Linked DNA regions of Mus musculus: regions 2, 3, 4, 5, 6 and 7 are each linked to region 1. A link is a contact called in public promoter capture Hi-C and targeted proximity ligation data. All regions are on one chromosome and are shown on one strand. The core of a region is the stretch at or near the end of the contact, and the rest is flanking DNA. Distances in the headings are between cores, read along the strand shown.

The links. Promoter capture Hi-C pulls out the DNA fragments that hold promoters and counts their contacts.
Region 2: a promoter capture Hi-C map of pre-B cells shows a contact between it and region 1. A contact is called at or near these places in 3 of 39 promoter capture datasets (cranial neural crest, liver and pre-B cells), 3 of 130 datasets of targeted methods (effector CD8 T cells, memory CD8 T cells and pancreatic cancer cells) and 2 of 9 other capture datasets (adipose tissue and liver).
Region 3: a contact with region 1 is called in a targeted proximity ligation map of effector CD8 T cells, with 10 read pairs. A contact is called at or near these places in 6 of 39 promoter capture datasets (the SN4741 cell line, cranial neural crest, erythroid cells and 3 more) and 5 of 130 datasets of targeted methods (bone marrow-derived macrophages, effector CD8 T cells, extraembryonic endoderm stem cells and 2 more).
Region 4: a contact with region 1 is called in a targeted proximity ligation map of pancreatic cancer cells. A contact is called at or near these places in 4 of 39 promoter capture datasets (the C10 cell line, the HPC-7 cell line, liver and 1 more), 1 of 484 Hi-C or Micro-C datasets (embryonic stem cells), 2 of 130 datasets of targeted methods (memory CD8 T cells and pancreatic cancer cells) and 1 of 9 other capture datasets (liver).
Region 5: a targeted proximity ligation map of pancreatic cancer cells shows a contact between it and region 1. A contact is called at or near these places in 5 of 39 promoter capture datasets (the SN4741 cell line, cranial neural crest, embryonic stem cells and 2 more), 2 of 130 datasets of targeted methods (effector CD8 T cells and pancreatic cancer cells) and 3 of 9 other capture datasets (adipose tissue, liver and pancreatic islet).
Region 6: a contact with region 1 is called in a targeted proximity ligation map of pancreatic cancer cells. A contact is called at or near these places in 3 of 39 promoter capture datasets (the SN4741 cell line, erythroid cells and hippocampal neurons) and 2 of 130 datasets of targeted methods (bone marrow-derived macrophages and pancreatic cancer cells).
Region 7: a targeted proximity ligation map of pancreatic cancer cells shows a contact between it and region 1. A contact is called at or near these places in 8 of 39 promoter capture datasets (cranial neural crest, embryonic stem cells, fetal liver and 4 more) and 1 of 130 datasets of targeted methods (pancreatic cancer cells).

Annotation. Positions count from the first base shown.
Region 1 is chr15:76,241,139-76,245,305 of GRCm38.p6, forward strand. Parp10 (poly (ADP-ribose) polymerase family, member 10) reads right to left here and starts at 2,302. Exons shown (of 11, transcript NM_001163575.1): 1 at 2,209-2,302; 2 at 1,926-2,104; 3 at 1,594-1,848; 4 at 1,265-1,501; 5 at 520-1,184; 6 at 188-409; 7 at 18-90. The coding sequence starts at 2,097.
Region 2 is chr15:76,574,660-76,578,665 of GRCm38.p6, forward strand. Adck5 (aarF domain containing kinase 5) reads left to right here and starts at 1,700. Exons shown (of 15, transcript NM_172960.3): 1 at 1,700-1,835. The coding sequence starts at 1,824.
Region 3 is chr15:75,907,950-75,911,975 of GRCm38.p6, forward strand. Eef1d (eukaryotic translation elongation factor 1 delta (guanine nucleotide exchange protein)) reads right to left here and starts at 1,395. Exons shown (of 10, transcript NM_029663.2): 1 at 1,296-1,395. Tigd5 (tigger transposable element derived 5) reads left to right here and starts at 1,786. Exons shown (of 1, transcript NM_178646.4): 1 at 1,786-4,026. The coding sequence starts at 1,842. The coding sequence ends at 3,770.
Region 4 is chr15:76,708,544-76,712,682 of GRCm38.p6, forward strand. Recql4 (RecQ protein-like 4) reads right to left here and starts at 2,016. Exons shown (of 22, transcript NM_058214.3): 1 at 1,850-2,016; 2 at 1,735-1,768; 3 at 1,558-1,655; 4 at 1,225-1,365; 5 at 259-1,008; 6 at 1-118. The coding sequence starts at 1,933. Lrrc14 (leucine rich repeat containing 14) reads left to right here and starts at 2,098. Exons shown (of 4, transcript NM_001358891.1): 1 at 2,098-2,384.
Region 5 is chr15:76,605,883-76,610,102 of GRCm38.p6, forward strand. It overlaps Cpsf1 (cleavage and polyadenylation specific factor 1), which reads right to left and starts at 1,709. Exons shown (of 37, transcript NM_053193.2): 1 at 1,453-1,709. The coding sequence starts at 1,596.
Region 6 is chr15:75,886,429-75,890,309 of GRCm38.p6, forward strand. It overlaps Mroh6 (maestro heat-like repeat family member 6), which reads right to left and starts at 2,344. Exons shown (of 14, transcript NM_001282443.2): 1 at 1,999-2,344; 2 at 1,606-1,758; 3 at 1,294-1,448; 4 at 573-690; 5 at 205-389; 6 at 1-117. The coding sequence starts at 2,295.
Region 7 is chr15:75,839,212-75,843,167 of GRCm38.p6, forward strand. It overlaps Zc3h3 (zinc finger CCCH type containing 3), which reads right to left and starts at 2,697. Exons shown (of 12, transcript NM_172121.1): 1 at 2,639-2,697; 2 at 45-1,353. The coding sequence starts at 2,684.

The DNA of each region.
Region 1 (4,167 bases), core at 1,052-3,551:
CTCCCTAGGAGTCCTACCCAGTCTCAAGCTCTCCTGATCGATGCCTGTAATGTGGCCATGGAGGACTTGGAGGGCCTCAGTGGGATCTGTCTGTGGGAAGAGGATGTCAGGGTCACAGCAGAGGAGGAGACATCTAGGTCTGGCACGTGAAAAAAAAAAAAAGGACAAAGGTAGAACTCCATCTTACCCTTTCAGGGTCTATGTCCAGGGTGGCGCTGGCCAGATGTTCTGTCCCGAAGACACACTGGAACTGAGCCTCCAGTCTGTGAAGAAGGTGCTGCCCCTCCACACCCAGCAGGAACCTGGCACTGCCCGGGTGCTTCATGTTCAGCGTGTGACAGCTAATGCTGCCCAGCAGACTCTGAAGCAACTCTTGGGCTGCCTGGCAGGGGGCCCTGGCTCCACACAGCTGCGGGACCAGAAGGAGGGCAGCTTATGGGTTCAGAGCACAGGAAAGGTACCTGGGTCCCAGTAAGAGAAGAGGCAAAGTTGAGGGGATCCTGAGGGGGGGTCACTCACCCGAAAGCCAGTCACATCCGTTCCTTCAAGTGGGAAAAGGGCAACATCTTCTAGGCTGGCGAGGAGGTCCTCATAATAAAGCTGCAGGTAGCGCACAGCTCCTGGTTCCACTGACATCACCATTTCCACCAGGCCCTCTTGCTTCTGCATCTCCCCATACCCAGGGCTCTCCAGCCCAGTCTCTACAGACTCCATGGCTGTCCCCACTAGACCCATTAGCCCCTCTTGCCCTGTGGCAACTTCCCCCAGGCCCTCCTGCTCCTGAACACCCACTGAGTCTGAGGCCATGGGTCCTACTTGCTCTGGGAGCTCTGTAGAGCTCTCTACTGGATCGACTGGGCTTGTAGACCCCATACTCCCCTGGATCCTAATTGATCCCGAGTCAACTGGCAGGGCTTGTCCTGGAGCTCCTACAGGACCTGCCCTTAGAAGGGTTCCTAATTGTTGTGGTGCCTCCCCAGAGCCCACAGCCATGGTCAGAGCCCCGGCCAGTCCTCCAGTTCCTGTAGGCGCATGACCAATGACTCCAGATTCTTGAGTAGCTGAATGGTCCCTGCCACTGACGCCCTCAGCGAGCGCTTCTGGCTCTAAGACATCATAGTGAGGGACAAGGCTCAACTCAATGCCCTGTAGCCAGTGTTTCTGCTTCAGCACCCGTTCAGCCACTGGAGGGAGAGAGAAGACAGAAAGCACACTGAGTCTCTAGCGTAGAGGAAGGGTCCTCCTAATTTCAGACACCACTTACCCTGCCATTGCTGAAAGGAAATAACAGTGCCTAGCTGCCCAGGCAGGCTGCGCAGACCCTCCAGGGGTCCGCCACCACTGCGACGCTCATTTTCCAGGTAGAGCTCCAACAATAACAGGTCCACAGGAGAAGCACTGTCCACCACACGTACTGCTCGGGTCTGGGGCACCCAGGCCAAGGACACAGTGGCTCCATTCAGGGGCAGATTCCGGGCCTGTTCTGCCAGGGCACTGACCTCTGTGGGCAGTATATGAATCAACTCGGGCACCCTCCTTAACTAGAAGCTATGCCGCCCCCCCCACCAGCCCTGCCTCTCACGTGCCTCTTACCTGCCTCAGAAAGGGGCGTGGATAACTGGACCAGGGCACAGTCCTGCCGAGGACTGGCCAGGGCATGGCAAGTCTGCACGGGGTGTCCTGCAGCACCCAGCAAGGCCTGAACATGTTGCTCCAGACTCAGAGGTGAAGTGCCAGGTGGCAGGTGTTGGAGAAGCACACGTTCTGGGGCACGCGGTGGGGCTGGCCTCAGGCTCAGTCGGACACCATGTAGTCGGTGCTCTGCCTGGGCTAAGACCCTCTTTGCATCTGTGAGCAGAGATGAAAGTGTCAGAGATGGCAACGCTTCAGGGCACCCAGGCAACCTCTTGATTCAACCTCCTCACCTGCAGGATCTTGAAAGATGAGGACACCCCCACAGCCAAGTCTCTGCCAGCTCAATAGAAGTCCTCCACCCGAGCGACGGTGGTTTTCAAAGTACAGAGTAATGAGCTCATCTGGTATTTCTGGGGGCAGTCCCCGGAGCTCCAAGGCTGCCCCTGCCTCCACCTCTGCCATCAGAGTCCTGGGCGGCAACACATGGGAGGAGAAGAGGACCACTCACTTCCCCTGTCCAGTCCTCTCTCCCACGCTCTCAGCTGCTCCCCAGCACCCCATATTTACACTCACCCCTGCTGTCTCAGGCCAGTGTCTCAGGCCAGTCAGTTATGCCTGCTGTCCTTCCCAGGCAGAAGGCCTAAGGTAGGAAAACAAAAGTGAAACTGACTGGGGACAGGAAAGAGGGAGGAGCTAAGCCAGAGGCTGTAAGTAGTTCAGGAACTTCCTCTCCTGCTCTAGCCTTAATCCTCAGTCCACAAGGAACTTCTAAGGACCTTTCTGCCGAACCACCCACTAGCCTCTTAGCTAGTGGGGTAGACCAGATGTCTCCTAGACTTTCTCTTCTTCTTTGGCTTCTCTTTGTGGCTAATCACCCTTCCTATGGGATGCTTGAGATACAGTCACACTGTCAACCCCCCACCCCAAGAATCTCTAGGCTTCTGTGCCCTGGGTCCCAGACATGAGCAGCGCTGATCTTAGAGGCTGGCCCCTGGCTGGGTCCGGCTCTTAGAAACCGTCAAACCCAGAGGATAATCAGCCTTGCTTCTAAATGCTAAGGGTGAGCAGTTCCACCCTTCGCCCCCCAAAATCTCAAACCCAGAGACGAATTTTCTGGTCCCTGGGTCTCATATGATAGAGAACTGATTCCTGCAAGTTGTCTGTCTTCCATGTGTGTGCCACAGCATGGCGGGTGCACGCATAAACAAACAAAGGTGACTGTTTAAAAGCCTAATGCTCAGATCATAACACAGCTTTTCCCTTGTGATTCCCTTCAGCCCACATCTGCCTAGTCCTTCTTTCTATGCTCCTTGCTCATCACCATTGCCCGCGATGTAGCCACTGTGCTGACATGCCTTTCTGCTGTTCATCCTTCCACAGAAGGGGAGCCGGAATCACAGACAGGACCCAGAGGGCCTCGCCTCACACCTAAGCTTTGCCATTATTATTATTATTATTATTATTATTATTATTATTATTGATACCGGGTATCACTCGGTAGCCCAGACTGCCTGAAACTCAGTGTGCAGGCCGGACTGGTTTTGAACTAGAAAGGATTCTTCTGTCATTCTCAGTCCTGAATGGTGGAGATATAGGTGTGGACAAGCATGCCCAGATTGGAGGCTGTGCCTTGAGAAGTCACTTTCCTGTCCGCCCCCATAGCTTGCTTGTTTCTTTCATCTCCAGAGCTGCTGCTCTCTACCCACACCTTCCAGTCAGGCCAGCTCGACCTCTGCTGTTCTTCCAAAGGATCATGGGGTTTTGCCCAGTCTATATGTCTAACCCTGTAGTCCTTGAATCTCCATGACCTCCCCCACAATCGAGAGCCTCCAAGACTTCTTGAAGGACCATGCTACCCTTTTTCCTTCTCTGCCACCCCCACTGTGGCTCCTCCACAGAGGTGACAGGGGACCAGCGGCTGCTACAAATCCCAGGAGCCAATGACAGTGAAAGCTAAAGTCTAATTGTCCCCAGTTCCTATCCCTCTAATCCCTTTTCATACAACACACCTGGGTGTTTATTTGGCTCCAACCTCCCAGGTCTCAGCTCTTGCCTAAACCAGTATCCCTGGACCATCTCTAACTTCAAATGACCTAGCCTTCCCCACAGAGCCACATGGGGCTATCCCTTCTCCGTAATTTCCCTCACCCAGCCCTTAGTGAGATCTTTAACATGGAGCTAAAACCTTAAACGACCTCTGAGTTGTCCAAGCTCCTTCTGAGGCCCTATAGTCAACTTTGTGCTTGTTTTACTTTTATTAAAGGGCCCACTAATTATATGAGAGTCTGCTTCTACAAAAGCCTGTCTCATCTATTCTATGCTTTCTTCTTACAGGACTTAACCACCCTCTATCACACTGTACTTTACTTAGAGGGCTTGCCACAGGCGCAGATGCAAGAGAACAGTTCATGTCACTGCCATTGTTAAATCCTCAGGAATTTCTGTGAACTGGATGTAAAACCCTTACTGTCTTCTCTGCTAGTTAGTTTTAACATCAACTTGATACCTAGGATCATCTGGAAAGACAGCCTG
Region 2 (4,006 bases), core at 450-2,949, 330 kb after region 1:
TTTCTCCCTGCTGTGCCAACTGGAGCTTAGGAAATCCTGACCTCTCTCCACAGTGCAAACTTTATCTGCAAACACCCTCTGCCCACTCTGGAAGTCTCTACCTTGGGGTCTCTTCACTAATTCTCCACCACACAAACTCCAAGTCTGGCTTTTAGTTTCATGGCTAGTCCTATCACTTGCACTGTGAGGTTTGAGACTTCCTGGTCTCTGAGCCTCTGTATTTTTGAGTTACTTTATGTATATATCCTGACATATGTCACCCAAAAATACACAGGCTTCCAACTGCTGCAGACGCTCAGGGACAGGCTGCTGGCCAAGACTGTATGATATAATGTTTGGAAAGGTTTGGGCTAAATAAGTATTCTGGAGTTGCTGGGCTACTTGGTTGCCCTGACTTTCCAACAGGTTCCTGGTAGCTCCCAGCTAGGTCTCCCTGGTTCGGGTGTGACCTCACAGGGCTGAGGACTTTGATCTGTTCCCTACTGTATATCTGGACCTAATTGCCACAATCTCTCTCCCCTGTGCTTTATAAGTAGCCCAGTCTCGGAACACCCATTTCTGCCTTTTCATCCTGGGCTCTGTGCACCCTGAATCCATTTTGTCCCTGACACATTGCTTTCCAGTTGCGCCCAGACATCTCAGCTACACGTACTTCCTAGGCTTGCAAGGACGTCCAGAATGAATGAACTGGAAGGAGGCCATTGCCTGACATCGTCTGGCTCACAGACTTTTGTGACCCCCTCATACAGCCACTCTGCCACCTTCCAGGCACTCCAAAGCCAATTGGGGACATGACATTATCTTAGAGCCTGCTTAGAGCCATGTTCAACCAGAAGGCAGCTTGCCAGTTCCAGTGGGTGGGTGGGGGGAGGCTCAGGTGACCTCAAAGAACCCAATGGTCAACATTAGGACAGTTGCTGAGAAGAGCACCCGTGGCTAGGGAAGCAGGAACTTCAGGGGAGTTCTGAGGAACCAGGTAGTAAGGACCCCTCCAGAGGAGGATTTGCAGAAGGATTGGGTATCACAGAGAGTGAAGAGTAGGGGGACAAAGAACCAGGACTCTTCACAGAGAAACCCTGTCTTAGAAAAAAAAAGAAAAGAAAAAACAAAACAAAACAAAACAAACCAACCAACCAACCAAACAAACAAACAAAAAAGAACCTGGACTCTAACTGACATAGTTGGCAAGAAAGCGAGGGTGTCTCTAGCTTTGGTGGCTGTCTCAACAGGTGTTGCCAAACTGCCTGTGCGAGCGAATACTGAGAGTTGTGAAAATGACCAAGTGTCAGCTTTGAGTTACACTGTCACTTTTCAGAAAGGAACGAGAGCCCGACAAAATTAAAGAGCCAATTCAAGGGTCTGGGAATATGGCTGAGTGGGTAAAAGGGCTACCCTAGGAAGCCAAGTTCCTGGAACAATGTAAAAAGCACTTCTAGAGTGAAATAGGAGTGGGAAGAGGAAAATTGCCCGCAAACTTAGCCTGGCTTGCACAGGGCAACAGAAATAAAACAGACGGTGGAAAGCAAGCACCAACCGACTCTTGAAAATTGCTCCATAACATTCACATACAATAAACAAAGGAAAACACTTGGTAAAGACTCATCACTTGGTGTCTCCCATGAGGCTATGCCCCGGGCGACCTCAAGGGGCCGCTGCACGCCGAGGCGGTCACGTCACGTTTTGGGGGCGTGGCCCTTCCACTCTACCCAGGTCTGTGTGGCGCGTGTGGGCCGGTGCGCAAGCGCATTGCCTACTCTTTCGCGGGGTCGTCTGGGCACCAGGGACGTCTGCGGCGAAACCGGGAAGAGAGCACTGCCGGGGACATGTGGCGGCCGGTGAGGACCCCGCCCCCGCACGCCCTGGTCCCTGACTCTGCGCTCCGCATCCCTGCGTTGGGATCTCTCTCTGTACCCGGAGGTTCTGGATCCAGTCCAGGCCCGGGCCCTGCCCATCGACCCCAAAGCTTTGGAGAACTCTGATTCCCGCTTCCTCTTTTTTTCCCCAGAGCCTTTGGGAAGACTCAGCATTATTTAACCTCACCCCAGGGTCCTCTTCCTTCTGCCTCTGTCCTCAGCGCATCCCTCGGGTCTCCCCGGGAAGCTGCTCTGTCCTCTCTATCAGCTTCTGGAAGGGAGACAACCCCATGATTCCCGCTGGGTTAGCATGCCCTCACTCCCTTAGCCCCTTGTTCTGGCCCTGGGGGTGTCCTTGCCTATTCCCTGCCCTTGGAGTATGGCCCTTCTTCAGTTGTGTTGTTTTTAAACTTCTGCGAAGTTGTTTTTCTAGTACATCTGGCCTTGTAGGTTTAGATAATGAGAGGCCAGGAGGTGGGTTAACGTTTGGCTTGCAGTGTACAGCCCTGCTGGGTGTGTGCTTTCTGATGGGAGTCCTGTTGCTCAGAGACAAGTTGCCTTTTACACAGACAGCACTTTACTGTAGCAAAAACTTTTCCACATATCCGTATTACTTGTCACTTACACCTCTAGACAGCCCTGGGAGTTTGTTTTGTTTTGTTTTGTTTGAGATAGGGTTTCTCTTGTTTTTGGACAGCCCTGGCTGGCCTGGAACTAGCTCTGTAGAGCTGGCTGGCCTCCAACTCAGAGATCCTCTGCTGGGATCAAAGCCATATGCTACCACTGCCTGGCTAGAAAGGCAAGGGTTTTTTTGTTTGTTTGTCTTAGTTTTTTTTGTTTTTGGCTCCTTGCTTACCCCCCTCCAAGGTTGGGGTATTTGGTTTTAGCTCTGGCTGTCCTGGAACTCACTCTGTAGAGCATACTGGCCTCGAACTCACAGAAATCTGCTTGCCTCTGCCACCCTAGTGCTGGGATTAAAGCTGTGTACCACCACCACCCTACCAGAAAGGGGAGTTTTAACCTCTGATTAGGAATTACTGCACAGTACAGTGGAGTCCTTGCAGGTTCCCAATAACAACGTCCACTTCCTCTAGCTCAAATCTCTAGGCTGTTACCTACTAACTTTGGGAGATGGTCTGTGGCTTAGTTTCCTGTTGAGCTGCCTTGGGCTGTCTATCAAAGGTCATAATCTAGTCATCTTTTCTAGGGCTCTATCCTGAGTCTTGGCAGTCTTCATGGTGCAGGCTGCTGGCTTGTATGGATGTCTCTCTTTTGCCAGCTGTGTCTTCTCCTTAGAGCAGGTGTTTGCTGCTTTATGAAACCACTGGAGAGAAGTCTAGTTGAATGTTTTTTTTCTTCTTTCTTTCTTTCTTTTTTTTTTTTTTTTTTTGGTTTTTCGAGACAGGGTTTCTCAGTATAGCCCTGGCTGTCCTGAAACTCACTCAGTAGACCAGGCTGGCCTCGAACTTAGAAATCCACCTGCCTCTGCCTCCCAAGTGCTGGGATCAAAGGCGTGCGCCACCACTGCCTGGCAAAATATTATTTATTTACTTTTATGAGTACACTGTAGCTGTCTTCAGACACACCAGAAGAGGGTGTCAGATCCCATTACAGATGGTTGTGAGGCACCATGTGGTTGTTGGGATTTGAACCCGGGGCCATTCTGGAAGAATGGTCAGTGCTCTTAACCGCTGAGCCATTTCTCCAGCCCGGAATGTTTCTTTCTACAGACAGACTGTATATACGTTCATTCTCTGTAAAAAGGCTGAAAACTACCAGGCACGGTGGCACAGCATTTAGGAGGCAGAGGCAGGAGGATTTCTATGAGTCAAGGCCAGTCTACAGAGTGAGTCTCAAGCCACATAGTGACAAACAAAACAAAACAAAATAAAAACCCACCAAAACAAACCCATGAGAACTAGGCACAGGTTGCCTCTGTATGCCATTCTGTCTAAACTGAAAGACGTGAAGGAGCTGTGTGACAGTTGGAGGTCAACGTCACCACAGGCTGGTGAGTATGGACCTGCTTCAGTGTACCAGGGCACCAGTATTCTCCTGGGGGGTGAAAATGTACAGACACCCTCTGTCCGTTTGCCAGCAGCATGGTGGTTTCCTTCTGGGCTGCTGCAGCCAACCAAGCTGTGGGCATCACA
Region 3 (4,026 bases), core at 145-2,644, 330 kb before region 1:
GGGCATTGGTTGTGTGTCATCTTAGACACAGGAAGGAGAATGAAAACTCTGATTGGTAGAACCACCCAAGTCTGCTGAGTCAAGTGATGTGTGGAACTGGAGACCAAAGCACGTTCCAGCACCCGGATTTCACATGTTTCAATGACTCCAACATTCAATAGGCACACAGCATCTTAGACCCCTGGCTCAGAAGAAATGTTTAATGCCAGCATCTCCTACCTGCATCCCCCAAGTGTCACTCTTGCTATCAAGCCCTCTCAAGCACTTTTGCCTCATCTGTACTATGCCACGGAGCCTCACCTATCCAAAAGATAAGCCCGGAGGACGACCCTGCAGCAGCCTTCTCCTGAGAGGGCAGAAAGCCATGCAGAGCAAATCCCAGGCAACCAAGTCTAAATGGCTCCCTCTGCCAACTCTCCAACTGTTTGCTGAGTTCTCCTCCCACAGTCCGAGAGAAGGTTCATGATGTACTGGCCATCACAGAGCCTGGGAAGGGGACTCCTTGTCCCTTTGACTTCTTCCTCTTGACTCTGTTGCCCCACGGGATTGGCTTAGGGGGCACTCGGTAGTCCTGTCACATCCATCCTTTGCTTCATCCATGAGAATCCGCCTGAGATAAGACCCAGTTATCCATCCCCGAGTGACAGGGCCAATTCAGAAGCATCCTTGGGAGTAGCATCCCAACATTATAGCTTCACCAAGTTCTTTTTGCTGCAGGGTAGCCGTTCACTCTAGAAAACCATGATGCCCGGAGAGAGTGCTCATGTATTAGAAAAGGGGCGACCGTACCCTTCAACGCCCCTTTCCAAAGAAAGCTGCCCAGATCACCTTATTCAAATCAGTAAGTAGAGCTAGTCCTGTTACTTTTGAGCAAATCGACACCACCACGCCCTTTTTTCTACCCTGTGTTCGTGGACCGTACGAGTTCCACCAGTCAGCACCCGAAGCAACCTCCCTCTATGCCTAGAGTTAGGTACGCCCTTGGTGCTTAACCGCAAAGACCTAGGGCGTTAGCAAGAGCTGGGCCCCCAAAATTCCGGAGCCAGCCCGACCGCAGGCAACCGTGTCACTCAAGGCCGTGCCGTGCTGGGATGTGCGGAGCCACCGCGCAGCCAGCCTGAAGCAGCGCTCCGGAATCTGGCAACCATGTGGCCAGCGGCCCGCCTCCACACAGGCCCAGACGCCCGCCCGCAGCCCGCACTGTCCCACGGGAGGCAACCCTAACGGCGCGGGGCCCGGGCACTCCAGGCCTCCGCCGCACGTGCGCTCCTTGAGGCGGGGCCCCCGGTACTCACACGCCAGCCAAGGACGCAGCAACCAAAACCTGGAACTGCGAGCTCAGGACTGCAAAGGAGAGGGAGGGCGCCCGCGCAGCTCCCGGAAAACGCAGCGGCATAGACCACGAAAGGCACGGCGGGGGGTCCAACCCTGGGCACGCGCTGTCTTGCCCTCAGAGCGTGCATCACGATGCATGCAGGAACCACCATGGTAGAAGCAAAGGAAGAGCTACCTTGAGAGCCGCGCTTCACCTCAAGAGTTGTCGCTAGGAGCGGAGAACCGGATCTCCCAACACGCCGAACCCCTCCTCAGCTCGAAGAGTGGATCCGTCCGACGAGGGCGGGACGTAATGAAGCTGATGTGCGCACGCGCTAGTGACGCGCCCAAGGCCAGACTGTGCGCAGGCGCCACGAGGCGAAGTGGGCGGGCCTTGCGGGCCGGGGCAGGCAAGGCTGGCGAGACAAAAGGGAGGGACCCGGGCAGCCCCGCCCCCGAGCCCCGCCCCGAGCGGCCCGCGCGGGGTGTCAGGCTCGCTTTCCCGGGTGGTCCCTGGCGCCGACGCCATGTACCCCGCGAGCCCTCCGGCCGGCCCAGCCCTGCACCCGGTCCCGCATCGCGCTCGTCTTCCCCAGCCACGGTGCCTTGCTGAGCCGCCGCGATCGCCGGCGCCCGGCCCGGGTTCCACGGCGCGCCCGCCGCCGCCCCCAGCGCCCGGGCCGCGGCCCCGGGTGGCCGTGAAGATGACTTTCCGCAAGGCCTACTCAATCAAAGACAAGCTGCAAGCCATCGAGCGCGTCAAGGGCGGTGAGCGGCAGGCCAGCGTGTGCCGCGACTTCGGCGTGCCAGGCGGCACTCTGCGCGGCTGGCTCAAGGACGAGCCCAAGCTGCGCTGGTTTTTGGACCAGCTGGGTGGAGAAGTGGGCACGCAGCGCAAGAAGATGCGTCTGGCCAACGAGGAGGAGATCGACCGCGCCGTCTACTCGTGGTTCCTCACCTTGCGCCAGCACGGTGTGCCGCTATCCGGGCCAGTTATCCAAGCGCAGGCTGAGGCCTTTGCTCGCCAGATCTACGGCCCCGAGTGTACCTTCAAGGCTAGCCACGGCTGGTTCTGGCGCTGGCAGAAGCGCCATGGCATCTCTAGCCAGCGCATCTATGGTGAGGCTGAGTCCCCGGTCGCAGGCCCCGCGCCTGTCAAAGAGGAGCCGGCGCAGTCACCAGGCGCAGTTCTCGTACCTGACGGCGCGCCAGCCACTCTACCCCACTCCGAGGGCGGCTATGGCGACGAGCAGATCTACAATGCTAACGTTACTGGTCTCTATTGGAGGTTACTTCCGGAGCAGGCCTCAACTCCGGGCACTGGGGACTCCAAAGAGCCTGGTGGGTGCAGCCGACGCTGGCGCAGTGACCGAGTGACAGTACTGCTGGCCGCCAACCTGACGGGCAGCCACAAGCTGAAACCACTAGTCATCGGGCAGCTACCGGACCCACCCAGCCTGCGTCACCACAACCAGGACAAGTTCCCGGCCTCCTACCGCTACAGTCCGGATGCCTGGCTCAGTCGCCCGCTTCTTCGGGGCTGGTTCTTCGAGGAATTTGTCCCTGGCGTCAAGCGCTACCTGCGCCGAAGCTGCCTGCAACAGAAGGCTGTGCTGCTGGTGGCCCATCCACCCTGTCCGAGTTGGGCCACTAGCATGCCTCCCCTGGAGGAGAGCGAGGAGACTCCCAGGCAGTGCCAGCCTGAGCTCCTTGGGTCCCCAGAGGAACTTCAAACACCTGATGGTGCAGTTCGAGTGCTCTTCTTATCCAAGGGCACCAGCCGAGCACACATCCCTGCACCGTTGGAGCACGGCGTGGTGGCAGCCTTCAAGCATTTGTACAAACGCGAGCTCCTGCGGCTTGCTGTGTCTTGTGCCAGTGGCTCCCCTCTGGACTTCATGAGAAGCTTCGTTCTCAAGGACATGCTGTACCTGGCTGGCCTCTCTTGGGACTTGGTCCAGGCAGGCAGCATAGAGCGCTGCTGGCTGCTGGGTCTGCGAGCAGCCTTTGAGCCTGGGCAGCAGCCAGCTCACCAGGTAGAGGAGACTGCCGAACACAGCAGGGTGCTCAGTGACCTCACACATCTGGCAGCTCTGGCTTACAAGCGCCTGGCACCTGAAGAGGTGGCCCAGTGGCTACACCTGGATGATGATGGAGGCCTTCCGGAAGGCTGCAGAGAAGAGGTGGCCCCCGCTGCTCCTCCATCCCCAGCTAGCCTGCCCTCTAGCATCGGGGCTGGAGAGGAGGAGGAGGAGGCCACCGAACAAGGAGGAGTGTTGGTACCTACTGCTGGGGAAGCTGTCTGGGGACTAGAGACAGCTCTGAGGTGGCTAGAGAGCCAGGATCCCAGAGAAGTGGGGCCGCTGAGGCTTGTGCAGCTACGTTCTCTCATTACCATGGCACGGAGGCTTGGGGGTATTGGGCCCTCAGCTGTAACTTCTGATGATGGTGTGTGACTACCTTGGCCCAGTGGTCTTTTTCCTGCCTCACTGGGAGAGAGGGGGCACATACAGTCTGCCATCTTCCACCTTTTCTCCCCGGTAGTCCACTGTATGGGTCCGGGGATGCAAGCCCAGCCCAGTTTGGAGGAGTTCTATAAGTAAAGGATGTACTGCCCCAATCCACAGGGTCTGGGGAAGTGGCTATGTTCTTCCCTGGGTAGGCACATGTGGGCACATAAGCACAGCCCCTACTGGAGAACAGTTGACTGTA
Region 4 (4,139 bases), core at 766-3,265, 470 kb after region 1:
AACACTGGGATGCCCAGTGACCAAACTGCCCACACCGGAAACAAGTGTCCTTGTCTGTGGCCCTGGGTCCACTTCCCCCAAACGCAGCTTGTTTCTTCTTCCACTTTTGCTTCCATACCTGGGGAAGGGCCACACATGGAAGAACCATTCAGGAGTAGACGGGAAGAGACAGGAGGAGGGGAGGGGAGGGGAGGGGGAGGGAGGAGGAGAGGAGAGGAGAGGAGAGGAGGCTGGCCTGTTCCATTCAGCACATCTCACCTGCTTACGGAGAAGCCTGCCCCGATTGGCCCCAACTCGTACAAAGCGTTTGTTTTTCATGTTGAGTCGAATATAGTTCCCTCTGTCTAGGGAAGCTGGTCGAGGAGAGGCATGGAGGTGGGTTGTGCCCTTAGCCTTCTCTGTCCTGGCCTGGTTTGAGGAATTGCATGGCTGAGGGACATTCACTTGTGTGGGTTCTCCTGGAGGGTCTTGCCCATGTACTGTAGCCCTGGCTCCCTCAGACAGGGGTCCTGCTCCGCTGCTGGGCTGGTCTTGTGCAAAGTCCTCCCCCTTCTCATTCCACTTCCGCTTCCTGCCTTTACTGTTGATGGATTTGGGGCTCTGTGACAAAACCTGGGCTGGCTGTTGGGCTATGGCCTCTGGGCTCTGTACAGATACTTCTGACTGGATGTCAGGATCAGCGATGTTCACCTTGCCTGACATCTGAGGCTGTGACTCCTCTGCACTCAGGTCAAGCCCACAAGCACCCGGAACCTCTAGAAGATCTGAAACTCTGTTGTGACACCTCTCTAACCAACCAGGGTCTAGGGAAGTCAACCTCCGGCTGAGGGATGATCGGAGCTGCTGGAGCTGGCCCAGCCTCGGCCGGGGCTCAGGAACCCGAGGAAGTGCATCGTCAGCTTCGTCTGGACAGGGGGATTCAGTCTTTGAGCCTGGTGGCCTTGGGGCAGGAACTGTGGACAAGGATCTCTTCTGAAGCTGGAGTTTTCTGCTCTGGGTTGGTCCAGTCTAGAAAGACAGAACAGCAAATCGGAATTCAGGACCTGGGTTACTGCAGAAGTTTGGGACAGACAATAAGAGTGGAGATGCCTGAGCACCGTTAGGAACCTAGTCCCAGTTATTACAGGAGCGTACGTGCGTGCTATAAGGAAGGGTGGACATAGAAGGACCCTGGCAAACCACCCAAGGGCCAAAGGCAGTTCTGGGTTCACCTCCACGTCTTACCTGTGTTGTGTTTTTCAGATTGGCTTTGAGCCTCTTCCCATAGTCTTGTACAGAACTCAGTAGGCTCTGTTTTGGCATAGACTGCGTATTCTGCGTTGCAGCTCGACTCAGGTGGGGACCCCAGCAGCTTGGCTCCTGTGCCTGCAGTAGATAGTAGCAACCTAGACCAGTTTAAAAGATGGCATGGGCACAGAAGTGCCTCTAAAGCTTCCCCTAACCCCCATGGGAGGACCTGGCCACCCAACTTCTGTGCTCCATGGAGGCACGGCTGCAAAATGCTCTCGGTTCCTGCCATTTGGACCACAGACCGCTGAGAGTGGGATTCACTGATACCTCCTCAGCTGCCTCGGCAAGTGATTGCTCTAGGACACGATGTCTGTCGTCAGCCTGACGCACCGCCTGCTTTAGGTTACGGTACTCACGGTAGAGCGCTGGGAAGGCAGAAGTCGGCGGTCAGGGGCATACCCACTAACATTCGCCCTGTCCCTGGTCCACCAGCCCAGTGCTCACCGCGGGTCTCTTCAGGTGCCGCCTCCACATCCCCCTAGGAGAGAAGCTTGTCAGCAACAGGCTGCGCCAGGATCCCCCACTTGCCGCCCCTGTCCGGACCCTAACTCCACCTCACCTTCGCTGGCCGTCGCCCGTGCAGCCGTGCAAAAGCGCGTTCCCACTCCTGTAGCCGCGCGCGAACGGTCGCGAGCCGCTCCATGGCAGCCCGAACGTGAGTTTAGGGGAAATCTCCCGCCGCCACCGTAAAGTCCTGTCCTTAGCCAATGAGAGCGGCCGCCGGGCGGTGCTGCAGATGCTCTGAGCCCCCCGGGGAGGGGGCGGGCCTATGAGTTGTTGCGTCATCACAGCGCGCCCCGGCGCTGCGCGGAGCTGGGCGAGGCTTGCTGGGCGAGGAAGGGTTGCAGGCCTTGGTAGTCGGGGAGGCGGATGAGCGGGGGCCGCGGGGCTGGGATTCGAGTCGAGCTGAGAGTCAAGCAGCCGTTAGTGGTCAGGGCACTTGGACGGCAGGTTCGACGGGGACTGGCGCTTGAAGACCACGGCTGAGGCGGATTCTCGGGAGGTGCCGCCGGCGCGCGGGGATGGGCCGCAAGCGAAGGGAGACCTAGGGGCGGGCGAGGCCGGTCTCGGCCTGTGGCTCCAGGCTCGCCCGGGTCAGTTGATGTTCCGGGCTTTTTGTTTTCTCCAAGGATCCGAGCGTGCGCGTCTGTATGCCGCAGAGACCGCTGTGTCCTGTGTGCAGTAGCATCACCCAGAAGCAATCCTTGCTTGGAGGCCAGGCGGGCTGCCACCGGTTCCTCTTATGACAGGTGTTTGGTTGGCTTGTCCTGTCAGTTAGGCAGTCCTATTATCTTAAGCTAGAGCCAGATCAAGGACAGTCACGCGGGGTTCCCCAGGGACGCGTGCCTTAAGGACTCGTAGGAGATGTTAGAAGCAAGCAAACCCTGGGCTTCATCAGTCTTTCTGGTCCCCAGTCTTGTCCCTTGCTGCGGCTTTGCGTAAGGCCTAGGCCCTGGTTTTCCATTCTGTTGTGGGCTGAGGACTGTAGCATAGTTCTGAGGGTAAGGTGTTTTGCCCACAGGAAGTCTACTGACCCAGGATAGCAAGAATCATTCAGGCTCAGGATCTTTTGTATGTGGCTTCTCAGCTGGAACGCTTTAGCAGTTTTGGCTTGGATCGTTATGAATCTCGTGAATTTAAGACATGGTTTCTCAGTGAAGAGGAGGTACCCGAATAGGAGACAAGGACCACAGAGGGTGAGAGTTGCTCTTCCTCAGGGATTTCTCTGCCTAGTTATACCCTAGAAATCCGCTATCTCTGGAGTTCAAACTCAGGGCCTTGGTCTCAGATGCTGCACACCATCTGTTCACAGGATCCTTTAAAAAACAAAAACAAAAAAAAAACCCCAGAGCCTGGCACTCACTAAGCTGTGTTAGACTTCTTTAACTCCAAAGGCACATCTACGTGGAGGGTCAGGATGTTAGGCTACTGGCTCTGGAGGAATCCTCTGTTGTCAGTCTGGTGGGAAGAGAGGTCTGGGATTTACTTCACTTTAGAAAATATTTACTTTCCCTAGTCGTAGGAAAATACACCATGTGCATGTGAAAGCTTCAGGTCAAAAGGGGGCACCTGCATCAGTTCCATGTGGCTGTGACATACCATGTTGGTTCTGGAAACCAGGCTGGGGTCTTTTGCAAGATCGGTAAATGCTCATAACTGCTGAACCATTTCTCCACCCCACCCTCCCACCCCCATTTTACAAGCAAACATGCAAATCTACTAGAACTCAATAGTGGGCTAGCCAGCCAGTAAGGTTCAGGGAGTCTTCTGTTGACTCCAGTGCTGGCTACAGAGCTGTGTCACCTGTATCCTGCTTTTACATAGGTTCTGTGGTCTGAAATCAGGTCCTCATGTTCAGTAAGAGCTATACAGAAAGGCGTCTCCCAGCCCCTTTTCTTCTTCTCTTTTCTTTCCTTCCTTTTTTTTTTTTTTTTTTTTTTTTTTGGCTAGGATGTCACTGTAAGGATAAACAGACTATAAATAGACTAGGTGCGCTTCGGACTCATAGATCTACCTCCCTCTTGCCTTCCTCTGTGCTGGAATTGAAGGTGTACAACTCCATGCCTAGCCCTTACTAGACTTCTGAGGAAGGATTTCTGAGTCATTGTCATTTGGGAGACCTAAAGTATCAGTGTTGGGCCCTGCAGAGCATGAGCTATTTCTTTTAACAGACAGGTCATTGACACAGCTGCACTATGTATGTTCTGCTCAACACTTTGTTTCCCCCATGTCTCCTGTCCACTCTGCACAGTGCTAAGTGCTTCCTAGGAATTGTTCCTGCCAAGTGTGATGGCACAGCATGTAATCCCAGAAGAGGCAGGAGGATTGCTACAAATTCAAGACAAGCC
Region 5 (4,220 bases), core at 459-2,958, 360 kb after region 1:
AATGTTATCCTCCCAGCCACATTTCTCCCAACTCTTAGGTGACTGTCTGCTCCTGTCACCTCACTTCTATACCCCCAACAGCCATCTCCACCTCAGGGAATAGTGACAGCATCCCTGTAACTGCTAAGACCAAATCCAGACCTGTTGCCCAGAACAGTGACAGATTCTTGGCATTACCTTGAGCTCCTTTCAAACTCCACCTCTATCAATCCTGAACTGTCATAGCTGCACTGGTCCAGGCCACCATCTTGCCTAATGGCTACAGCCACTTCTTGACCATCTTTCTTGGACCTCTCTCCAACATAAGTTGGGTAAGATTATTTCATTGCCAAAACTTCCTGCTTGGAGAGTGTGTTGTGGAGGCCCTGCCCTGTTACTTCTTACCCGTTCTTTCCCTTCCTTCCTCCTTCCCTTAGCCTCTACCACAAAAACTTAACTTTCCTTGAAACCCCTTTGCCTAACTCCCACATACTTCCCCCACACTTCCTTGTCTATTTAAAACACATCTTCTATGAAGGTGAGATTTCCCTGTCCAGTTCTGCCACCCCAGTAAACTGCATGTTGGCAGTAATGCACAGCCATCAAAAGCACTTGTTGCTCTTACAGAGGACCCACTTGATGGCACAACTATCCATAATGCTGACCTCCATGGACACCAAGAATGCATATGGTGTACATACATATATACAAGCAAACACAAATGAATATGAATAAGTCTAATTTTTTAAAAAAAGCATCTGCCTTCTTGGCTTTTTTGCTTTGTTTTTAGACAAGAGGTTCACTATGTAGCCCTAGATGGCTTGGAAATAGTTTAAACTGGAACACCCAGAAATCTGTCTGCTTCCACCTGGGATTAATGGATCGAACTGGGATTAAAGAGCCACGGAAATTGCCTTTTTTTTGGGGGGAGGGGGGGAGGGCTTCCTGAACCGCTTGCTGTCTCTCTAGCAACCAAAACACCCCCGTTATCAATGTACTGATGAATTCATTCCACATTACTACATCTACTGACAATAGTCTGTCCCCGAGAAACATCCAGCCTTGCTCCTTTAGGAAGAAACGTTCTTCCACAACAAATCTGCTCAATCTCAGAAAGAGCTCTGGTTGTTTTGTACAGAAACACCCAGTCTCCTTCATTGGGTCTTACTCCTAGAGAGACACTGTGGCCGTCTGTGTGTGGCAGTATTGACTTCCTAAAGAATCATCGCCCTCAAGGGTTCACTGGCTTGTCTTTGCTGCTAAGCTCGTGGAAGGTGTGCAACAATCTCCTGAAAATCGATCTCCAAAGAACAAGCAGTAGACCGCGGGCAGAGGTGTCCGGGCAGGGTAGGATGAGGCCAAACAACGAGGCAGCGATGAACTGGCTCTGGGGCCCAAAGACCCTTGGCAAACCTCAGCTCCTGCACTGGGGAACCTGCCGAATGACTGCGGCACTGCCTCGACACGGCCTACCTCGGCGTCGCGGTTCAGGCGGTACACATAGAGCTGCGAGGTGCCGGCCACCACGAGGTTGCGCTCACTGTTGTTGAAGAAGTTGCAGTACATGGTAAACTCCAGCCCGGTGGGCGGGTGCGCCTGCTTGTACACCGCGTACATGTCGCCGCCACTGTCACGCCGGAGCCGCCGACTCGGGGGACAGGGACGGCAGCGGACTCGGTCCGGCCGCGCGCGCCAACCCAGCCACCGGGTTCCGAAGTACTGCGCCTGCGCTTCCTGCCCGGACCGCCTTCTAAGAGGACCAGGTGGTTGAGAAGCAGGGTTCCGGGCCGCTTCGCATCTGCGCCTGCGCGCCGTGGCTGCGAGCGAAGAGCGGCCCCTAGTGGCCTAGCTTGATAAGAACTGACGAGCAAGCGTGGTGGCACATGCCTTTTATCCCAGCACTTGAGAGAGGCAGGCATATTTCTGAGTTCAAGGCCAGCCTGGTCTACAGAGTGAGTTCCAGGACAGCCAGGGCTACACAGAGAAACCCCGTCTCGAAAAAAAAAAACAAGAAAGAAAGAAAGAAAAAAAAAAAGGACTGATGAGCCTCGTCACAGAGCTGGAGGGTGCTGGACCTCTGCTTCCTTCTGTTCTGTACCCTTCAAGACTTGCCTCATTAGCTAAATCCCAGAAAATAAAACAAGGGTATATAGGCTTGGAAAAGGATACAGAAACATGCAATATCGCCACCCCACTCTGTAGATGAGGTGATGTGGTAGATCACCCCTGTATCACACTAAAGATCTCTTTTTAATTGACTCTAGCTGCATATGTATCAAAAGGTGGCCTAGTTGGCCATCACTGCAAAGAGAGGCCCATTGGACTTGCAAACTTTATATGCCCCAGTACAGGGGAACCCCAGGGCCAAAACGGGAGAGTGGGTGGGTAGTGGATTGGGGGGGTGGGTATGGCGGACTTTTGGGATAGCATTGAAAATGTAAACGAGGAAAATACCTAATAAAAATAAAATAAAATTTAAAAAAAAAGATCTCTTTTAAAAAGTATTTTGTTGGCTGGGCAGTGGTGGTGTAAGCCTTTAATCCCAACACTTGGGAGGCAGAGGCAGAGGCAGGCAGATTTCTGAGTTTGAGGCCAGCCTGGTCTACAAAGTGAGTTCCAGGACAGCCATGGTTATACAGAGAAAACTTTTCTTAAAAAAAAACAAAAACAAAAACAAAAAACAAAAACAAGCAAGCAAAAGAAATTATTTTTTTTTCTTTTTCTTGATTTTTGAGATGAGGTCTCAACTACATAGCCCTGGCTGTCCTGAAACTCTGTAGACCCAACTAGCCTCGAATTCAGAGTCTACCTCCCAAGCCCTGGGACGAAAGCTGCCCAGACATGCTGGCACATATATACATAATTTTTTAAATATTTATTTTATGTATATGATACACTATAGCTGTACAGATAGTTGTGAACCATCATGTGGTTGCTGGGAATTGAACCCAGAACCTCTGCTTACTCCAGCCCCAGAGATTTACTTATTATTATATGTAAGTACTCTGTAGCTGTCTTCAGACGCACCAGAAGATGGAGTCAGACCTCATTACGGATGGTTGTGAGCCACCACCTGGTCGCTGGGATTTGAATGCACGATCTTCAGAAGAGCAGCCAGTGCTCTTAACTGCTGAGTAATGTCTCACCAGTCCTACATAATTTTTAAAATAAAAATCTTTCTGGGCTACACAGAGAAATCCTGTCTCAAAAAAAAAAATCTTGAAAAACAATACTCTTAAAATCTGTGACATCGGGCTGGTGAGATGGCTCAGTGGGTAAGAGCATCTGACTGCTCTTCCAAAGGTCCGGAGTTCAAATCCCAGCAACCACATGGTAGCTCACAACCATCCACAACCATCTGTAACGAGATCTGACTCCCTCTTCTGGAGTGTCTGAAGACAGCTACAGTGTACTTACATATAATAAATAAATAAATAAATCTTAAAAAAAAAAAATCTGTGACATCAAACAAACAAAAAAGCCGGGCATGGTGGTGCATGCCTTTGATCCCAGCACTTGGGAGGCAGAGGCAGGCAGATTTCTGAGTTCAAGGCCAGCCTGGTCTACAAAGTGAGTTCCAGGACAGCCAGAGCTATACAGAGAAACCCTGTCTTGAAAAATACCATAAATAAATAAATAAATAAATAAATAAATAGACCTGTGACATCATACGTCACATGTAAACCCCCAGCACTCTCAAGGACTATGCACATTTGAGGCCAGTCTGGTGACCCAGTGAGACTCTGAGTTATGAAGAAATTGATCAACATTCCTCCTGGAGACAGGTTCTTAAGACTCCAGAAGTAGGGCTGGAGAGATGGCTCAGTGGTTAAGAGCACTGACTGCTCTTCTGAAGGTCCTGAGTTCAAATCCCAGCAACCACATGGTGGCTCACAACCACCCATAATGAGATCTGAACCCCTCTTCGGGTGTGTCTGAAGACAGCTACAGTGTACTTACATATAATAAATAAATAAATTAAAAAAAAAAAAAGACTCCAGAAGTAAACAGTAGAAGGTTCAAGAATTCCCGAAACTACCAGAGGGAGCTCTTAACACCTGCAGCTCTGGGGTGAGAGTGGTCATACAGGCAGGGAGAGCTTTGTGTGGTTGGTTTGTTTGTTTGTTTGGTTGGTTGGTTGTTTTTTTTTCCCCAGACATATCTCAGTTAGCCTAGACTGTGCTGGCTACAGGGACTGGCCTGGAACTCAGAGATCTGCCTGCCTGAAGTCCTATAGAATT
Region 6 (3,881 bases), core at 1,094-3,593, 350 kb before region 1:
TCCAGGTGTGTGTGGGCTCCTACCAGTCTCCTCCAGCCTCCTGCTTGCTCCATACATGTGACCACCATTCGGCCACCATCCCCTGTGAGCAGGGCCTTTAAGGCCTCCACTGTGCAGCTGGAGGTGCGAACAGTTGTGCAGTGGGCAGTGAGGGCAAGGGAGGCCTGTCCCACCACTCACGTATCCCAGGGTACCTTCTCTCACCTGGCGTGGCTGTGAGGTGGCCCTCGGTGGGAAGGCTCCCAAACCTTAGGGCTGTCGGGGGAATGAGCACCTTGAGCCAGCTCATGCAGCTGTGTGACCAGTGCTAACAGCAGGTGAGGGTAGAAGCCTCGAGTGGCTCCCACGCAGCCAGAGACGGCCAACATCTCTCCAAGAGCGCGAGTGGCCTGTAGATCAAGTGAGCCCACCCTTGGAATTCTGACAATTTTTGGATGTGTACAGGATATCCCAGACAAGTGTAACTCTGGAGCTAGTCCTACCGTAAGTGGTTACTCTTTGGCTGCTTGTGGCCAGACCACGCCCCTATGTGTAGGCCACGCCCCCTGATGGCTCTTGCTGAAGCCACTTACTGCCAGGGCCTCAGACTCGGGAGCCGCCACACCCTTCAGTGCCCACAGCAGTTGCACCAACACCTGCCCGTTTACTCGCTGATTCCGGCTTAGGCTTCGCCACAGCTCAGAGGCTGCCCTAGGGGTGAGGGGCCATGTAGTGAAGAGGAGTTGCAAAGAATCCTCAGGAAAGCCCACCACGGCGACCTCTAGGAAAAGGCTCCAGAAGCAAACCATCCTTTACCCTTCCACCATCCCATATCCCAGAGAAGACAAACGCAGACGACAACAGAGCCAGCCCCAGAGATCAGCAGCCCTCTGGACTACACTGTGAGCCCCGTTGTGTCAGCTACTGGGAAACAGACCTAACATTATTTTTTTTAATTTTTAAAATTATTGTAAAGAATTAACCAAAAATAAATATTGGGGTAAATGACCCGAAGAGCCAGAGGCTTCTAGGTGATCAAGCCACCGTGCTTACTTATGCCGCCCACATCTTCAGGTAAAAAGCAGGGGATGGAGGGAAAGGAGAAGAGAGAGAGAGAGAGGAGAGTGTCAGAGTTAAACTAAACCCAGGTATGGTGGTGTAACACCAGCAAAAGTCTAGGGGAAGGGATTTCCGGGGCCCTATTCCCTTACTGCCCGGTGCTGCAGGAACCAGATCCTATGACCAAGCTATCAAGCGGGAAGGGGGAAGGAAGCCGCGTGGGGCAGCGCAGCGCGGCTGGGCGGGGAGGGTTACCGGTCCGGGGGTAGCGAACTGGGTAGCAGCGCACACACCACGTCCTGCGCATGCTCCAGAGCCAGTGCGCTCAGCACCCGTAGGGCTGCCCTCCGGGGTCTCCCCTCTGCCAGGCTAGGGACCTGTGCCAGCAGCCCACGCACCAGACCGTGGACCTGGGTAAAAGGAACAAACGTCAGTAGTTAGAGCCCCAGGACCTCAAAAGGAAACTCTTGCCAGCACCGCACCTCCCTACACTCAGAGCAGCCTTTAGGGGGAGTGTGGTCGAGGTTGAAGGGAGGCTTGCAGGATTCTCTGGATGGGGATGCTAACCTGGTCCTCCAGCCGCTGCCCCCGGGCTTCCAGGGCTGAGGACAGAGTGAGCGCTGTTGCCTGGGTCCCGGCATAGCCAGCCTCCTCCAGACAGGCAGCTGTATACAACGCAAGGTCTGCAAGGGTTCCTTCCTCCCAGGAATACTGGGAAGCCTATGATGGAAGAATGAAACGTGGAGTTTCTGAAGTCCCCAAGCCGATCTCAACTATCCTCCCTAGTCCTCCAGTCTTCCCATCCCTCAGATGGCGACAAACCTTCCTCCCGTATGATCTTTTCCATCCGTTTACCCTCAGGACTCCTCAATGCCCCCCCCCCCCCCGTACTTCTTGTCTTTCTAGTGCCCAAGTGAACAGCCAAACTTTGCATCATCCAGCATCTGCCCTCTTACTCACCTGGTACGGTCTCTCGGGGGCTGGCTCCTGGGCATTGTGTGGGGAATAGATCTCACTACCAGCTGTGGGGGCAACCACTTCATTCCCAGGCTGGGCCTCAAAGGCAGGGGTGAGTGTTTGAATATAGGGCTCAGGCTCGGGCCCAAGCTCCTGGGGATCAGACTGAGGGCCTGTAGAAGAGGGTCCCACAGGCTGCCCCTGGCTAGCCCGGATTCCTTCCGCTAGAGCTGTCAGAGTTAGGGAGCCCACAGGGCCGTCCCGGCCGTCCCGGCCCCGACCCCACACACCCCCAGCCATAGTGTTCCTACCAGCGGCACCTGCCACCACTCTTCCAGTGAAGTTGTGTCCAGACCTGACCTAGAATCAGGCCCCGGGCGGGCCCACAGGCGGGCCTACAGACAGGCGTGGTGGCGTGGGCATAGACGTAGGTACATGCGAGTCTGAGCATGTGCCAGTGATTGGCTGTTCAATCACAGAGATATCCTAGCATGGACTTGTGAAGGGTGTCTGCCCAGGCTGCTGGAGCCAAGTGGGACATGGCCACTGCATAGTCTGGCCCTGCCCACCAGTGTCCATGGAGATCATGGACTATCGTGGAGGAGAGAAAGGTCTTTAACCCAACTGCCCATCCCCCTCTTGCCTGGGGGAGGGGTCCAGGGCAGTTTTAGATCCTTCTGAGGAAGCCCCAGTAGGGTCAGGGGCTGGGCTAGACCACATAGCCAAATATCCTAGGAACGGGCGTGGTCAGGTACTGTCATTCTCCCTGAACTTGAAACACTTGGGGTGTGGAGCAAATGAGGTGAGGCTGGTGATGCCTCCTAAATACATTTGCAAGTGCCCACTATTGTTGATGCGGGCTCCTCTGCATCCTTGCCAGTCCCGAGGTGGTATGTCTCATGCCCTGTCTGTCCAGCCCCTCCTTCTCTGAGACTGTCTTCCCTGTGTCTGCGTAGGCAGTGTGTATGTATACTGTTCGCCCGGTTGTCTTCCTTTCCAGGTTCATGCTCCCCAGGGCTGGCCCAACCTCTACCCTAAATCCCCGCTCTCCACCCAACCACACTATAGGCACTGCCCAGCGCTAAGCCAGGGAAGCTAGATGAACTAGTCTGACAGACTGCTCCAGGCGGAAGTGCATGGGGAAGTATTCCAAGCAGTGGGCATTCACGCTCTTCAGCTCCTATACCTCGGGCTACCCAAGCCCCAACTCTGCCTCCCACCAAGCCATGAACCAAACCATGTGGTGGTTTGAATAAGAATGGCTCCCAAAGGCGCATGCATTTGAATGCTTAGTCACCAGGGAGCGGTGTTATTCTAAGATTAGGATCCGGAGGTGTGGCCTTCTTGAAGGAAGTGTGTCACAGGGGTGGGCTTTGAGGTTTCAAAAGCACATGCCAAGGCTAGGGTCTCTTTCAGAATGTAGAACTCTCCCCTCTGTCACCATTACCGTGCCTGCATGTATGTCCCCACCATGATGATCATTGATCATGGACTAACCTCTGAAACCATAGGAAAGCCTCCAATTAAATGCTTTCTTTGCCAAGAGTTGGTCGCCATGGTCATGGCGTCTCTTCACAACAATGGTAGGGTGCCTAAGACACTCCAACTGTCTCTGGAGCAATTCTTCCTGAGTCTTACCTAGCTTGCTGTACCCAGACAGCTCCAGCCCTCGCTGAGGCAGCTCCTTGGATCCTCAGCTTTTTAAATCTCCTCCTCCTTCCTCGGTTACTGGGTCAGAAACTGAGACCTCCCACCCCCACCCCCAAGGCCTATAACAGATGATAGATCAGGCAGGGATGGCTGGCTTGGGACGCCTGACATAGGCACATTGCCCTTAGCAGATACAAGCGCCTGGGGCTATGATTAGACTCTGACACCCCATCTCA
Region 7 (3,956 bases), core at 1,447-3,946, 400 kb before region 1:
GCCCTGCCCCACCCACCTAGACCGGACACTGTAAGACAGCACACCTGGTATTGCCCCGCCTCCGGATAATCTTGGTCCGGCTCTTCACTTTGTAAGCTGAGAGCTGTGACTCTCCAAAGAGGGGCTTCAAGCTGCTGGGTCCCCCTGCTGGTCTGTCCCCTGATGTGGGCCTAGATGGGACTGGGGAGAGCTGAGAAGTATGGTCCTTGCTGCCAGCCTCAGACTGCCAACGGAAAGAGGAAGAGGAGGAAGCAGACGGGCTGGAAGCCTTCCACTTGTACTTGCTGGGAGAGAGGCCAGGCTTGGATGGTGTGGCCAGTTTCTCCGGCCTCACCTCTGGGTCAACTTTAGGCTGTGGCTTCTCTGTCTTTCCAACTGTACCCAAAGTGGCCTTGTTCCCGCTCTCCAGAGTTGTTCTGGGACTGAGGGCTCTCCGAGCGACCCGTGGGCTCTTTTCTGAGGCAGCTACCCATTTGTAGTTGTTTTTCCGAAACTTGCTGGTTCGACAGGACACGAGCAGTGAGGCCTCCCTGACCTGCCTGGCTGTTGCTGGTCTGACTGAAGCCACCACTGGCCCCAAGGAAGCTGGCTGGTCTGAGTGGCCAGTGTTTGCTCTTTGGTCTCCAATGAACTGTTCAGAATAGCTGGTAGAATGAGGGCCTACCTTCCTGCCCAGAGCCACAGCAGTGTGATGGGGCAGGACAGATGGGAAGTGTACCCTGAGGGCCACTTCATTTTCACTGACTGTCCGCCGATGCTCGGGAGAGCTGTCACTCACCCTGCCCACAGACTTCACTACCCGAGGCTTGCCAGGCTCCTTCTGGCAGACCAAGAGGGGGTCGTCCACACTGTAACCCACCTTGGTTCTTCCTGGCCTTGCAGGCTGCAGTTGTCCACCAGGGACCTCAACCTCACTTCCTTGGGGTCTTTGGCCACTCCAAGAGGGGTCATCACAGCCTTCCAAGGACCCCCGCTGGACCCCTGAAGCATTGATGGCACCTGACTTTGATGGTGGCTTGATCTTAATAACCATATTCTGATCTGGACTGAGCTGGACCTGTCTCTCCAGTACATACTGCTGGGGTTCAGGATGCTGGCTATCCTCAGACCTGAGGGATGTCTGAAAAGCAGGATCGCTGGCTGGGTCAGAAGATTCCACAGGCTGATTCACAAGGGAGTATTTCTTGCGCCACGAAGGGCCATGGTGTGAGGAGAAGCCCCTCCGACTTGGACGGGAGTAGCGGGCGCCAAAGGTCCTGCCACCCGGGAACATGGGTGGCTGCCACCGAGTAGCTGATGAGTTGCCCAGGGCAGGGCCATTGCCGTGGAGTGTTTTATAGTCATCAATTAGACCTGAGAAGGCAGAATCACACGCTCAGTTACCTAGGAGATGTGAATAAAAACAGCACCAATCAAGACTACTACCCCTACCCTAATACTCCAGACCTGCTCGCCTTGCTGACTTGAGAGCAGTCCTAAGTGACTGGAAACCATGTAAAGTTCAGTCCAAATCTCTAGGCTTGTCAATTCTGTGAGCACTTCTCCATCACTATTAGTATTTGGCTTGCTTATCCTGAAGATGGCAGCTTTTGTGGTATGACTGCTTCTACCCCCTGGCCTATGAGATCTACAATGTTCTGAGAGCAAGTGTCACTCCCTATACCAAAAAAAAAAAAACAAAAAAAACAAAAAACAAAAAACAAAAAAAACCAAAAAAAAAAACAAAAAAACAAAAAAAAACAGTCAGGGACCAGAAACCTGTGGTGCCTGGGTAAGAACTGGACAAGTCTTCCACTGAGGCCCTGTAGTTTACCCACTCACGGGGAAAATTGCAGGACTGCACCATAGTGCATAACTGTCTTCTCAGAACTGACGCTTCTCTAACCCAGTACGTGACAGACAGAAATAAAAAACAAAAAAACAAAAACACAATGATGACCCAACAGCTAACTAACATCATCTCCTACAGAAAAACACCTGATACCACCACCACAAGGATTTTCCAATGAAGTGACTCATGGAGCCCTGGAAGAAGAGTGAAGGAACGCCAGCAGGCTCGCTGGATCCCCAATAACCAAACACACACACACACAGGGCCTGCCTCGACCCTCGAATCCTGCCAGACACCTCCGGTCGGGTGTTAGGGAAACGCACGAAGTAGTCTCAAATAGGAAGGCCACTTGGACTCTCCTTAGGACATGCTTTTGTGGGGGAAACTTTGAAAACGATATGAACGCTTATAAAGACCAACTTGAGTCTAAACATTTGAAGCTGAAGCTGGTGCCTGGGTAGTCAGCCCTGAGTACGTGGGGGCTGTGCCTGAATCGAGCCAAAGGCACTCAACGGCAGCGGAAGAGAAACGCTTCCGAGCCAGCCGAACCTGGAAGTCGGCTGCCGCGACCACTCGCTGGTAAGACCACCGTGCTATCATCTCCTGACAGCCCCTTGGAGGCCCGGCCCGCTCCCTCGCCCCGAAGCCTGGCGGGTCTGTCACGCGAGGGCCGAACCCGACTCGGCCGCTCCGATGCCCACCCATGACGACCATCGGGAGACCGCAACCGACAGCACTCGCTTCGGAGAGGGTCTACGGCGATCACAAGAAACAAGGGAACACACGGCCCGACCGCAGCCAGCTCACCCTGCAGGAGGCGTATCTGCCGCCGCAGCTGCTCCTTTTCCTCCATCTCCGGAGTCCGCGACGCCTAGCCAGACCCCCTCGACGTCATCGCCGCGCGACTGGTCCCCGCAGGCGGGGAGGAGAGAACGCCGAACTTCACTATGCGTGGACACGGGGTTGGAAGGCACCGTCGCCCCGGCAACCCTGGAAGGACGCATGCGCAGAACGAGAAAAATCCGTCATCTTGAAGCGCCCGGAAGTGGCCCGCAATCTGGCTTCTGCACCAATTCCTGCGCATCATTTCCACCGCTGGGGGTTCCTCGGAAGACTTGGAGGAGATAGGTTGCTAACAGTTTCCCCTAGACCCAGGAATTCCTTTTATCAATTTATTTGTTTGAGACAGGATGTATTTCTGGCTGGAGAGAAACATAACTGGGGAACTCGCTATGTAGACTAGGCTGGCCTCGAACTTACGGAAGTTCTCTTTCCTCTGCCTCCGGACCTGGAATCAAAGGGATGCCATTTTAACGCCTTTGCTGCCGCAGCAGCACGAGAACAGCGAAAAGGAATCGGAGGCAATTTTTTTTTTCGGATGATTACAGGTGTTAAGAAAATTCTTGAGGGCATTTAGTAGGAAAGGCTGCAACCTCTAGAAAATACTGAAAAAAAAAAAAAACTCACGGTAGTTACCACGTGATCAGACAGTCCCACGTCTAGGTGTATAACCAACGCGTAGAAAACACCGATTCTAACATATTTGTATGTCATTATTTATAATAGCTAACCCGAATGACTGTTTACATGGAAATGGGATATTATCCAGTGATTTGTTTTGTTAGAGACAGAATCTCGCTATGTACCTCTGTCTGTCCTGGAATTCCCTATGTAGACCAGGCTGGCCTGGAACTCTCAGAAATCTGCCTGCCTCTGCCACCCAAGTGCTGCAATTAAGAGTGTGCCACTATGTAGGAATGTGCAGTATCTTTGGAGCCCTAAGGCCTCAAGTCCGGCCAAGCCTCTACCAGTGAGCTACATCTGCATAGTCTACTGTTACGCCTGAAAAAGAAGTTCTAGAAGCTGGGTTTGATAGTGAATACCTGTAAGACAAGCATTAAGAAGTGAGGGTAGGGGCTGGTGAGATGGCTCAGTGGGTAAGAGCACCCGACTGCTCTTCCGAAGGTCCGGAGTTCAAATCCCAGCAACCACATGGTGGCTCACAACCATCTGTAACAAGATCTGACTCCCTCTTCTGTAGTGTCTGAAGACAGCTACAGTGTACTTACTTACATATAATAAATAAATAAATCTTTAAAAAAAAAAAAAGAAGAAGTGAGGGTAG